Regions from separate parts of the Mus musculus genome. Here region 1 is linked to region 2. The links are chromatin contacts, called in public Hi-C maps. All regions are on one chromosome and are shown on one strand. Each heading gives the region's core, a stretch centred on a gene start, on an enhancer-like site or on the middle of the called end of the contact. The rest is flanking DNA. Distances are from core to core; before and after follow the strand shown. Region 1 holds the start of Dffb (DNA fragmentation factor, beta subunit). Region 2 holds the start of Mthfr (methylenetetrahydrofolate reductase).

Region 1 (6,481 bases), core at 1,436-3,935, 5.9 Mb before region 2:
GGCCTGCTGGGGCAAGCTTTCCTAGGCTTGGACAGTCCATGAATCCCATACCCCTACACAGTGAGGTTTATGAATGGGAACATACGTATGTGTTGCCCAGAAGAAACTCAACCTCAGGACTATCTAGAGACCACAGCAAAGGAGATTTCTCCCCACAGAGGCTCCTAGCACTGGAATCCAGAGCTGCCGAGGCCAACAGCAGTGGAGGGCCTGCCCAAGTGGAGCTAACTTTGGGCGGCAGCACTGACAGAGAGCAGCAACACACAGGTCCTCAGATGTGATCATACTGAGAGCCCAAAGTGCTTATGGCCCCTTGGTTACTTCTTAGTTACCAAGCCAATCAAACACTTGCTAAGCAAGATGCTGAAGTAAACCATCAGAAGAAAAACCACTGCTCCTAACACGGAACAAAGAAGTCCATTGGAAGTTTCTTGGAATAAGATACAACATTGAAATACTCTATAGACTCTGACATCCAAACTATCCCACAGGAAATCCGGCTCATGTGAACACACTTGATGTGTAATCTAGATCTTTCTCTTCCACTGGATTTGAAAAGGACCATCCCAAGAATCAATGCCTGTCTGGCATTTGCTGGTGTTTTGGGGTATGTATGTATTAAATTATTAAGAGTTAGAATGGCAAGTCACTGTTAAAGATGCTACATGAGTTCCCTGTGGCTGTAACGGCAGCAGAGTAGAGGAGACTGACCCAGAAAATAGCGGAGAGCAGTGATAAGCATAGCTGGGTGACTTGGCATGCTTCTCCTTTAATCTGTGAGGCTACACTCCTAGTTCACACAGGTTCTGAACCCCGAGCTGATCTCCCTCAACCACCATCCTCCCCTTTAGCACAAGAGGGCAGCACGGTATGAAGGATTACTGGATTCCACCCTTCTTCCTTATCTCTATTCCAGATGGGTACAACTGCCCGTTCAACCTATGCTCCTGTCAAGACAAACATTCTTTAAATCCAACTTTGATCACCCCTCTCCAGGTCTTAATTTTAAAACCCTAGGCAGCCCCATTGTAGGAGTAGAAGTGCTAATTATGACCGGACACCTTGTTTCCCCAGTCTCCATTCTTGTCTTGGATTTTTTTTTTGTTTGTTTTTATTTTTGGGACAGAGTCTCTTATTTAGGCCTGACTGGCCTAGAACTTGTTATGTAGTCTAGACTGGCCTCAAACTCACAGAGATTCTCCTGCCTCTGCATCCCAAGTACTAGGATTAAAGGTATGTGACACTATGCCCGGTTATGACTTGAATTCTAGAGAATAGTCAAATCTAACGAACTTCTCCAGTGCCTTGACCAGACCCTGTGTCTTCAAGAGCCCGTGTCAGGTGTGGTAGTGCATGCCTTTGATCCCAGAACTTGGAGGATCTCGGAGTTTGAGGTCAGTATGGTCTATATGTAGTAGTTCTAGGGCTACACAGTGAGACAGTCTCAAAAAAAAAAAAAAAAAAACAAAAACCAAAAAACAAGCAAGCAAACAAACAAACAAACAAAAATCAGGTCTGTCTACCTCGTCTCTGTGGTGCATAGAACAGAATGTTAACAGCAGATACAAGTGTATGCCCAATAAAACTAAAACAAAGTACGGGTACTGAAGATCCCTGCAGGAGGGCTGTGGGGGCAGCGTGGCCAAAACACTGGGGCCTCAATAAGGACATCTACAAAATGTACATTTTCAGCCGATGCACTCACTGGAGCCCTTCCACCTCCTGTTCCTTCCCGCCTCACAAAGCCCACCACAGATCTGGATCTGTGCAATGCTGTGTTACTAGCTGGTTACCACAGGCGGCTGGTGTTCCAGCTGCCACTAGGGCAGCCACAGCCAGCAGTGTCAATTGACATTTACCCTAGCATTGCTTATAAACTAAGCCCCAACTCTTCTATTTTTGGTTATGAACTTACCCTGTCATCTTTCCAACCAGAAACCCGAACTCAATGTAGCAACTTCCAAACATTTTGTTACAAGGATATGAAAAGTGTTTCCAGTTTTCTTTTCAAGAAAACGTAAATGTTACAATATTAAGTAATGATCTGGGGCCAAGTAATTTTAAGGACTGAGAGTGCTTTAGAGAATCTTAACGCTTAAAAAGCACAACAAACCAAACCCAGCGAACAAACAAAACCCCCAAACGACACGGATCGAAGTGTAGCCTACCCGGAGCCAGAGCTACAGTCTTTAGTCTCGTGGCAACTGCTCCTGTTCAGTAACGCATGCAGACGAGGACAAGGCGGGGCTCGAATCCGATTCCGGACACGAAGGCTGAGATGCGCTGCAGGGAGGCCTGGAACAGGCACTGGCCGCGCAGTCCCTCCAAGGCCAGGTGTCAGGGAGCCTCCGCCCCGGGTGCCTGCCGAAGACCGAGGCCACGCAGGGTCACAGAGCGCCGCGGAAACGACCAGGCGGGGCCGCTGCGATGTCGGCCTCCGCTATCTTCGGAGGGGTCTCGGTCCAGCCGCCCCCACCCCGGGCCTCTGAGGAGGGCAGCAGAGGAGCAGCCCGGGCTGCCTCTGCCCAGGGCCCGGGCCGCAGCTGCGCTCCCATAGCAACCAGGCCGGCCCGCGCGGTACGCCTGCGCGTCCGCCCGCCGGCGCCTGCGTGCGCATCCAGGCCTCGAGGATTCTGGCTGGGGACAGGTCCTGCAGTCGGACGTTTCCGGTTGCACCTACCTACGTAGAGAAAAGAGTTCCGGGCCGCGTCTACGCACCACAGTTCCGGGCAGGAACGTTACAAGTCCAGTGTCGCTACGGTACCGCAGCCCTGCAATGTGCGCGGTGCTCCGCCAACCCAAATGCGTCAAGTTGCGAGCCCTACATAGCGCCTGCAAGTTCGGCGTGGCGGCCCGGAGCTGCCAGGAGCTGCTGCGTAAGGGCTGCGTCCGCTTCCAGGTGGGTCTTGCATTCCGGGCAAGCACTGCGCGGCGGGCACCTTGGCTTCCACCCCTACGATTTCCATCCTCTTGGGTGGGCTTGGACAGGCGCTAGGCTTCTACAGTACGCAGAGCTGGCTGTCTGGAAGCCAAGACTGTTGTGGGACAAGCTGATCTTCTTGTCCTCCAGCTCCCGATGCCCGGTTCCCGGCTGTGCCTGTACGAAGATGGCACGGAGGTGACGGACGACTGCTTCCCGGGCCTTCCCAACGACGCTGAGCTCCTATTGCTCACCGCTGGCGAGACCTGGCATGGCTGTGAGTAGGAACACTTTGGAGATGGGAGGGACCTACACGGTTTAAAGCCTCGTCGAGGGGCCCGGGCAGGAACCCAGAAGATCTGGTTAAAGGCTCTGAATGCCAAAAGCTTTTGCTGAAGAACTTTGATTTTAATTTTGAAACTGCCAAGGGCAAGGGAAGGATTGAGACTGGGGTCGGTGCTGCTGTGCTGTGCTGTGCTGTGCTGTGGTGTGCTGTGCTGTGCTGTGGTGTGCTGTGCTGTGCTGTGCTGTGCTGTGCTGTGCTGTGCTGTGGTGTGCTGTGCTGTGCTGTGGTGTGCTGTGCTGTGCTGTGCTGTGGTGTGCTGTGCTGTGCTGTGCTGTGCTGGGTTGGGCTGGGCTGGGCTGGGCAGGGCAGGGCAGGGCAGGGCAGGGCAGGGCAGGGCAGGGCAGGGCAGGGCAGGGCAGGTCTTGGTTCCATTCACTGTTGCTCCGGGCTGTACTTCGACCAGTGTGCTGAAATGCTCTCAGGTATCATGGTTTTCATTCAGGCTATTCTAGGTAGGTGTGATGACAGATCATTGTAGTCTTAATCCGAATTTCCCTGGTGGCTAATGGGATTGGGTATTATCTTCCTATTTACCACTTGAAGGCACTCTTCAGAGAAGCGATTCTTCGCGTTTTTTGTGTTTCTTAGTCGGATTTATAAAGCTGTTTAAATATTTAGCCCCCCCCCCCTCCAGAATATCTTGGTTATGACTTCGATGTAAGATAGTGTGGTTTTCAAATATCTCCCGCTGTGTAGCTTTTCACTGTCTTTATTGAAACTGAGCTCCAACCACATAGCTAACCGGCCTTGCTCTTTCCATGCTCTGTACTAGAGCAAAAGGTTCAGATTTGCAAGGGAAATGGGGAGGACAAGGCTACATGTGGCCGAGGCTGGTCTAAAACTTGTGATTCTCCTGCCTCTACTTCCCAACTGCTCACATTCCAAGCTCGTGCCCCCAAAACCAGCTTCCAGAGTTCTGACCTTGATAGATCCAGATGATCACTTCATGGTGCATTTGCTCCAGGAACCTCTTGTCAAGTTCTGGCTGTCTGAGGTTTCTTCCTGCAATTTCTGCATCCTTTGGTATCACAAGAACTTACTTCTTCAGCTTGTTAATAACACAGTGGATCTCACTGAGTTCTGAGTACAAACCAGACTTGCAACCTCATTTGGCTGTGGCCTGTGCTTTTTAAGTGTTACTGAATTCTGTTTGCTCCTGTTTGGTTAAGACCCTCTGTAGAATGCACTTGGTGTTTAGTTTGATGGGAAAGCTCACCATAGGCACTTGTGCAAAGACTCCAAGGAGAGGGCTTGGGAGGTCTGAAAATGGGGTCCTAAGGAGATGGCCAAAGGAGGTGACTTGGTATGGAGGAGAGAAGGACAAAAGACCAAGTGTGCTGCTTTTCTAGGATACTACAACCCTCGCCTGACAGAAGGTGGCCAGAGGAATTGTAGTATCACTGCAGTGGGGGGTGTCAGGTCAGGGAAAGGGTTGGTGACCCCAGAGTCCTGATGTCTGGCAGTCTTTGGGTTGAATTCTTGGAGCCAGAACAGCATGAATGTGTTTCTGTTTGTCTCCTGGTGGTGACAGATGTGAGTGACATCACACGTTTCCTCAGTGTGTTTAATGAGCCACATGCCGGCGTCATCCAGGCTGCACGGCAACTGCTGTCAGATGAGCAGGCCCCACTGAGGCAAAAGCTGCTGGCCGATCTTCTGCATCACGTGAGCCAGAATATTACTGCAGAGACCCGGGAGCAGGACCCATCCTGGTTTGAAGGTATGTGGCCTGGGATGACCATGGTGGCCAGGGTGTCTGGAGCAAACAGAGAAGAGCCTCTTTGGAGCAGAGAGGCTCAGGGAGATCTCTGTCTATTTCAGATCCCAATACTTCTCAACCAAGGGTGGACTGGCCTCTGGAGTGAGGGATAACAAAAGGTGTCCATGGGAAGGTATCCAGCCAGGACTCCTGGCTTGAGGCAGTGTCCTGGGCAGCCTGGAAATGCATGGAACTTAGAATTTACCACCTTACCATTTGAGAGAGAGGAGAGAGAGTTGGGGAAAAGGACAGAGAGAGAGAGGAGGAGGGAGAGGAGGGAGAGAGGAGAGAGAGAAGGAGAGGGAAAGAGGAGAGAGAGAAAGGGAGGGAGGGAGAGAGGGAGGGAGGGAGAGAGAGAGAGAGAGATTAACTGAGTAGCATTCTCAGGAATACCATTCATGTCCTTTAGACAGAATCTTGGGGCTGGAGAGATGGCTCAGTGGTTAAGAGGTCCTGAGTTCAAATCCCAGCAACCACATGGTGGCTCACAACCATCCGTAACGAAATCGGATGCCCTGTTCTGGTGTGTCAGAAGACAGCTACAGTGTATTTACATATAATAAATAAATAAATCTTAAAAAAAAAAAAAGAATCTCATTGGCTAGAGCCTATTGAATAGGCTAGACTGACTGGCCAGCAAACTTCTGGGATCTCTCCCATATACTTCATATCATCCCTAGGTGATTTAAGGTACCTGATGCAATGTAATCCTGGGAAAGTAGTAGTTGGCTGGTCTCTACGGAATAATGGCGAGAAACAACTGCCTAAGGAGATGGCTCAGCGGCAGTGCTTGCTGCTTAAGAACGATGATCCGAGTTTCGATCCTGAGCCCCCATGTGAAATCCAGGAGTGGTGGTACTTGTCTAACCTCAGTATTGGGGGACAGAGCCAGGCAGATACCTGGGGTTTCCTGGTTGGCCAGGAGAGCGCAAACAGTGAGCTCCAGGCTTAGTGGGGAGTCATAGAGAAAGACACCCAGTGGTGACCTCTGCCCTCTGCATGTGCATGCATGGGTACGATGCAAACCATGAAAGTGGCCGTAGTCTGCCTGTGGATTTCAGGGCGTCCTCCTTCTTGCAGGTTTGGAGTCGAGATTCAGGAATAAGTCGGGCTATCTGAGATACAGCTGTGAGAGTCGGATCCGGGGTTACCTAAGAGAGGTAAGGCCACATTCAGGTCATGCCGTGAGTGCTCAGCACAAGATGGGGACCCGTTGGTGGGGTTGTCACCCCTCTGCTGATGCATATCTGTAAGGTTGCTACTAAGTCAGCAGAAGGCACCTTAGAGAGGCAGGACCTTCCTGTCCCGTGCGTCTGGTCTCTTCTGCACTTTAGTCTCTGACCCCTTGTCCAGCAGGCATTAAAACCTTTCTGGGCTGTGTCCTTTGGTTAGGGTCAGAGGCCTCAGCCTTAGCTCTTCTGTTTGACAGAGATCCTGTTGTTTTAGAGTAACATCA
Region 2 (6,470 bases), core at 27-2,526:
TCTCATGGAGAGTGAGAAAGGCCTTCAAAGGCCTTCCTCCTCCACCCAAGGGAAATGCCTCGTTTTCACTGCTGGAACAAAACCGGAGGAGCTGACTCAGGCACAGCAAACCGCTCCAAGGTTTAAGCATTTTTGTTTTTTTTTCTGGTTTTTCGAGACAGGGTTTTTCTGTAGAGCCCTGGATGTCTTGGAACTCACTTTGTAGACCAGGCTGGCCTCAAACTCAGAAATCCGCCTGCCTCTGCCTCCTGAGTGTTGGGATTAAAGGCGTGCGCCATCACACCCGGCTCGGTTTAAGCATTTCTAACAGTTCCCACCCCCTATCCATTATTAGTTGAGCTCCCAAATCACACAAGGATGAGCCTGTGAACCGACAAATTTGTTTACCCTTCTACTGTCCAGTCCCCTGCCTGTGACTGGACCAGAAAGACCAGTCTCAGGCGTGGCATCGCCAGTGCCTGGCAGAGTAGTAAAACAGGCAGTACTCACTGGGCTCAAAACTGCCAAGACCTCCACACCAATCTCAAAATGCCTCGCTGCCACCTACTGATCATTTAAATAAGACTGACAAACACTGAGCCCACCACTCCCGGAAGAGTTGTGATAGATGCATGTGAACTGCAGGATGCTATGGACACCTGGGCGTTGAAACTAATGGTCGGTCCACTCTTCCTTTCCAGATGCTGTCAGGGAGATGGGTTTAAGAGACTATGGCAACCAGGCATGACAACGCACATATTTAATCTCAGCTCGCAGGAGGCAATGGATCTCGGAGTTCGAGGCCTGATCTACAGAGAGTTTCAGAACAGCTAGGGCTACACAGAGAATCTGTCGCGAAAACCAAACCAAACCAAACAAAATCCCAGAGAGCGAGCGAGAGAGCTAGACAGACAGACACTATGGCAGGCAGCCACCATGGCCTGAGGGATGGTAATCGGGTCACCTGGTCAATGGGTCACAGGCCGTGGCGGGGATGCGGGTCCCAGAAGGCTGCAGGGTCTGGATCACTGCCCCAGATCCAGGATTCCTTTAACTTTGAGATACCTTCCTGCAGGTAGTGGGGCTGGGGTGACAGCCTCCATGAGTATTCATAGGCCCTAAGGAGCCTTCACGTGCAAAGGGCCGGCCAGCACCTAACCGCCTGCCCACAGGTCTAGCTTGCGGTGGTGTGTTCCCGACTCTGCGAATCTATCCGCAGCGTCCCAAGCCTTTTGCGTTACCTCTTGCGTCAGATCGGTGGCGGCGAGGGTGCCACCTCCCTAGGGCTGGCGAAGAAGGCGGGGCGGAGCTGTCGGTTGCTAAGGGAAACAGGACGAGCGGCAGGCGGAAGCCACATCTACGAGACGAGACGACGGCCGGAAGTCCCGCCCCAACATGGCCGCGCCCAGAGGTCTCAGGGGAAGCCAGCCAAGTACTGCGTCATGTGACGCGAGCCCTCGCCCCACCCGTCTGCAGCCACTCCCTGTCTCCGGACCCAGAGCTCGAGAGGGCCACGTGACCCTCCCGGGGCCAGTCACGTGAGGCGCGGATCCTGGGTGGGAGGGGGGTTGGCCTAGGTGGTCCGGAGCGGCAGCAAAGGAGGAAGATGGCGGGGTGCAGGGGGTCCGTGTGCTGCTGCTGCCGGTGGTGTTGCTGCTGCGGTGAACGGGAGAGCCGCACCCCCGAGGAGCTGGTGAGCGGCTGCCTGGCTGGGGAAGGGGTGGCTACGGAGGGATGACAGGATGACAAGAGGCGTTGCCGGGGGTGGGGCCGCGCCGGACCGCGCCTGCAGGTGGCAGCGGGTGGGGCCCGGAGACCGCTGCCTGGGCTCGGGAAGCATCCAGCTTACCTCCGCGTGCCCCAGCCAGAGTTCTGTTCTATAACCTCTCTCTGGACTCCGAGGGAGGGCCTCGGCCAGCTTGAATTAATGCCGTCCATATTCTCTTTGAGTTTTGAACGAAGCAAGCATTGTAGAATGAGCCCTTGCGCGGGACGTGACGCCCATGCCGTTGGTGTAGTTTCTCTGGCCTGTTCTTATTCTCTACCCTTCACTCTTTCTGGGTCACTGGTGATCCAGCTTCCCCGTGCAAAGCAAGCTGGGAAAACTTGAGTTGTGTTCTCAGAATTGATTCATTCCCCCCGATTCCGTAGTCAGTCTATTGTCAAATGAAACACGAATTTTCTCCTCCAACGAAGCTGCCATCAGACATCTTTCAGGTGTCCTGAAGGTGAGCATTACGATTTAAAGAATTCGCCGATCAATAGAAATGTAGAGCTCATGGTTTTGAAACATTGTTCCTCTTTGAAGATGGCTCTAGCTAATTTCGATTTTAATAATACTACCCTCCTTGTACCCTTAACCCATTAAAAGATCTCCATTCTGTGAATCTGTTTTTCTAGACCATCCTTGGGGAGACACAGGAAGAAGAGGATGAGATTCTTCCAAGGAAAGACTATGAGGTGAGGTGTTCCAGATGCTGTCCTGGGTAACTGGTGTAGTGAGAGGACTGAGTGCTTCAGGCCTCCAACCAGAGATGCTCTTTGACCCTCTGCCTCAGGGAATGGGGGAGATGACTGCCTAGCAAGTCCTTAACCTGGTCCCACAGTCTGGTGGTGATGCATTCCAGTTCTGCCTGGATATAGAGCGTGTTTGCCATTAAACCTTCCAGGGACCCAGGGTCGAAGCTCTTCCCTGTGAGTGCTCAAAACAGTCTCTCTCGTGAGCTGTGAGGAGACCTTGCCTCTCTCTCTTCTGCCCTATTCTGGATTATAGTTTCCAGTTTCAGATATGAAACTTTGAAGAGTGTGGGGCCACATGTTGTGGTTCCTTTTAGTTTGCCACTGGACTTGGGAGGCTGAGATGGGAAGAGCTCTTCTGGAGACTCACAAAGGCTGCTCCATCAATCCTATCCCAACCTCTTATTTTTTGAAAAAGATTTATTTATTTAATTAATGTATATGAGTATACTGTAGCTGTCTTCGGACACGGATTCCTATTACAGATGGTCATAAGCCACCATGTGGTTGCTGGGAGTTGAACTCAGGACCTCTGCAAGAGCAGTCAGTGCTCTTAACTGCTGAGCCATCTCTCCAGCCTCCCTATCCAACATTTTTGTTTCCCTATCCAACCTTTTGAGTAACTCTGTCACACCCATTTGTAGCTCGCTTGCCTTAGGCTGATAGAATGTTCATGTGAATTTTTTTTTTTTTTTAGATTTATTTATTTATTATATGTAAGTACACTGTAGCTGTCTTCAGACACTCCAGAAGAGGGCATCAGATTTCGTTACAGATGGTTGTGAGCCACCATGTGGTTGCTGGGATTTGAACTAGGGACCTTCAGAAGAGCAGTCGGCGCTCTTAACCACTGAGCCATCTCGACAGCCCCTCATGTGAATTTTTTTATGGATTAGTGATTTTACACTCAAATCTTTAATGTTTCCCATTTAGCCATCTCCACATACAAGTTTGTGGGAAGCTGTTTGTTTTATGCTGTTTTGTTTATTTATTTATTTTTTCTTTTTGAGACAGGGTTTCTCTGTGTATCCCTGGCTGTTCTGGAATTCACTCTGTAGACCAGGCTGGCCTCAAACTCAGAAATCCACCTGCCTCTGCCTCCCAAGAGCTAGGATTAAAAGTGTGTGCCACCACGCCCCAACTGTTTTATGTTCATAAGAGCAAATTCATTCAGACACTAATCAGGGAAGTCTGCTCAGCGTACATCTAAGGGCCAGCCCTCTGAGCAGCTTTTTGTATTTATTTGGGATGGGGGGGAGGGGGATGACATTTTTCTTTTTTAATTTTAAAACTTATTGTTAGGGGCTGGAAAGATGGCTCAGTTGTTAAAAGCACTGATTGCTTTTCCCGGGGTCCTGGGTTCAATTCCATCTGTATTCGATTTTAGGATATTCAGTGTCCCTTTCTGGCCTTTGTGGGAAATAGTTATGCATGTGGTACACATATATACATGCAGGCAAAACACTTGTGCATATAAAAATAAAATCTGTTGGGTTTTTTTGTTTGTTTGTTTGTTTTTGTTTTTCAAGACAGGGTTTCTCTGTATAGCCTTGGCTATCCTGGAACTCACTCTTTAGACCAGGCTGGCCTTGAACTCAGAAATCTGCCTGCCTCTGCCTCCCGAGTGCTTGGGATTAAAGGCCTGTGCCACCACGCCCGGCTAAAATCTGTTGTTATTGTTAAGGGGTCACATGTGGAGGTCTGTGGAGTTAGTTTTCTGATCTTTACTTGGGTTCTGGGAATGGAACTCAGGTTGTGGGTCTATGGTTTTGCTCACTGAGCCATCGAGTCAGCTTTTTCTTTTTCTTATTTATTTATTTATTTATTTATTTATTTATTTATTTATTTATCTATCTATCTATCTATTATATGTAAGTACACTGTAGCTGTCTTCAGACAGCACCAGAAGAGGGCATCAGATCTCATTACGGGTGGCTGTGAGCCACCATGTGGTTGCTGGGATTTGAACTTCGGACCTTCGGAAGAGCAGTCGGGTGCTCTTACCCACTGAGCCATCTCACCAGCCCCTTCTTTTTCTTTTTTTTTAAGACATGGTCACTCTGTGTACCCCTAGATGGCCTCCAGTACAGCCGTATATCCGTATTAGGGGCACACCCAGTGTAGGTGGCCCTTAATCCTCTGCCTCTGTAGATTTGCTTCTTCTGGATAGCTGAAACTTGTTTGTGGAGCCCTGGTGTGGGACAAAGGCCATTCCCATCTCTCCCTGTGGGTGGGTGGGGGAATAAACTTGCCATGGCTGGATTAAGACAGAGAGGCGGGTACATACCTGAGAGCCAGGCACAGCAGGAGAGAGAGATAGGATAGCATTCTTCTCAGGCAGATAGGTATAGGCAACTTCAGAAGAGAGAGCTTGGTTTTCATTTTTTAAAATTTTGACATTTAAAATAGAGTTATCTCTATTTGATTTTACATGGATGTTAGGGTAGACAGGTGACTGGGTTTAAAGAACAGATAGTTGCTGGGACAGTTTGGGCTGGCTGCTAGATCTCTGTCCTGCCTTGTGATTCTGTCTCCATTATCTGCCCCTGTTGACAGGAAGTCTGGAGAGGGATTCCCAGCATTTGACTGTCCTGTGGCAAATCCTGACCTTAGGTAGACAGAGGCTTCAGAGAAAGAACTTCCTCTCCCTCTCACCTTACCCTGTACCCCATTTTTGACTCCAGCTGCAGGAGGCTTCTTTGCCCACACCCCAAGAAGATCTCCAGCAGACACTGGTTATTTGGAGGCAGCAACAGATCCCCAGGTTGGGGGCTGCATTTGCCTGCCGAAAGTGGTAGGAAGCTGGCTGTGGTTGCACACACCTTTAATCAAAGCACTTGGGAGACAGAGACAGGCAGATCTCTGAGTTTGAGGCCAGCTTGGTCTATGTAGTGAGTTTCAGAACAGCCAAAGCTACGTAGTAAGACCCTGCCTTGAAGAACCAAAACAATAAAAATAAAAAAGAAAGAAAGAAAGAAAGACTGGGTTGTCGTGCCACCCCAGTCTGATTAGATTGGTAGAGCCATTCATAGCACTCAGGAAAACATGATTTTGGGTACCCAGTTTATTAATGCATTTACTAAAGGGTATAGCTGTACAGGCAGATAGAGGTGTGCAGGTAAGGTTTGTGGGAGCTTTCCTGATCTCCTGGGGGGGCCATCCTTCCAGTATCCTCCTGCTCTTGGGACCTAGTCCTCTCAGCTCCTTAGAGGCTTTGTTATGTAGGTGTGACTGATGGCATCCTTTGCCATTGGTGAGCAGCTTAGTCTTCTGCCTCTCTTCTTTATTTTATTTTATTTTATTTTAATTTGGTTTTTTGAGACAAGGTTTTTTTCTGTGTAGCCCTGGCTGTCCTGAAACTCACTCTGTAGACCAGGCTGGCCTCAAACTCAAAAATTCGCCTACCTCTGCCTCCCGAGTGCTGGGATTAAAGGCATGCGCCACCACGCCCGGCTTCTGTCTCTCTTCTCAGAGGTCAGAGGTTACAAGTAAATTTCTCTCCCCTCCTTTCCTTTTTCTGTTTGAGACACAGTGTCCCAGGGTCTAGGACTATATCTCAGTGGCAGGGCACTTTTCTAGCATGTGTAGGGTCCTGGGTTTGATCCCAGAACAACAAAGGAAGGAGGAAGGATAGGGAGAAAAATAGAAGACTAAGCAAAAGATTGTGAGTCTTGCTGTGTAGCCCAGGCTGGCCTTAAACTCAAGGTCCTTCTGAGTGCTGTGTAATAGGCATATGCCTGGGTGAAAACTGAACTTTCTAATCAGTGTCTGTGGCGGCCAACCACATCCTGACTCTTTAGGGTTGCAGCGCTGAGCCTAGTCATTACAATAGCATTACAATAGCAGCCCTCAGCCTAGTCATTACAATAGCATTACAATAGCGTGCAGAAGGCCTTCTTCATACTCTGGAGATCTAGGCCTCTGAAAGAGTTGGTTCTCGGGTAATGGGAAAAAAAGAAAACACGCACTTTTAA

Evidence for each region. A called contact is a pair of places that touch in the nucleus more often than the background predicts.
Region 1: a Hi-C map of B cells shows a contact between it and region 2, with 7 read pairs. The contact joins the promoter of Dffb here to the promoter of Mthfr in region 2. A contact is called at or near these places in 1 of 39 promoter capture datasets (liver) and 1 of 484 Hi-C or Micro-C datasets (B cells).

The regions. Positions count from the first base shown.
Region 1 is chr4:153,971,285-153,977,765 of GRCm38.p6, reverse strand. It overlaps Dffb (DNA fragmentation factor, beta subunit), which reads left to right and starts at 2,685. Exons shown (of 7, transcript NM_007859.4): 1 at 2,685-2,899; 2 at 3,071-3,197; 3 at 4,798-4,986; 4 at 6,106-6,185. The coding sequence starts at 2,777. Cep104 (centrosomal protein 104) reads right to left here and starts at 2,205. Exons shown (of 22, transcript NM_177673.2): 1 at 2,169-2,205.
Region 2 is chr4:148,033,883-148,040,352 of GRCm38.p6, reverse strand. It overlaps Mthfr (methylenetetrahydrofolate reductase), which reads right to left and starts at 1,276. Exons shown (of 12, transcript NM_010840.3): 1 at 1,221-1,276. It overlaps Clcn6 (chloride channel, voltage-sensitive 6), which reads left to right and starts at 1,540. Exons shown (of 23, transcript NM_011929.3): 1 at 1,540-1,672; 2 at 2,380-2,439. The coding sequence starts at 1,586. RefSeq lists promoters at 1-935, 1,188-1,377, 1,188-1,826.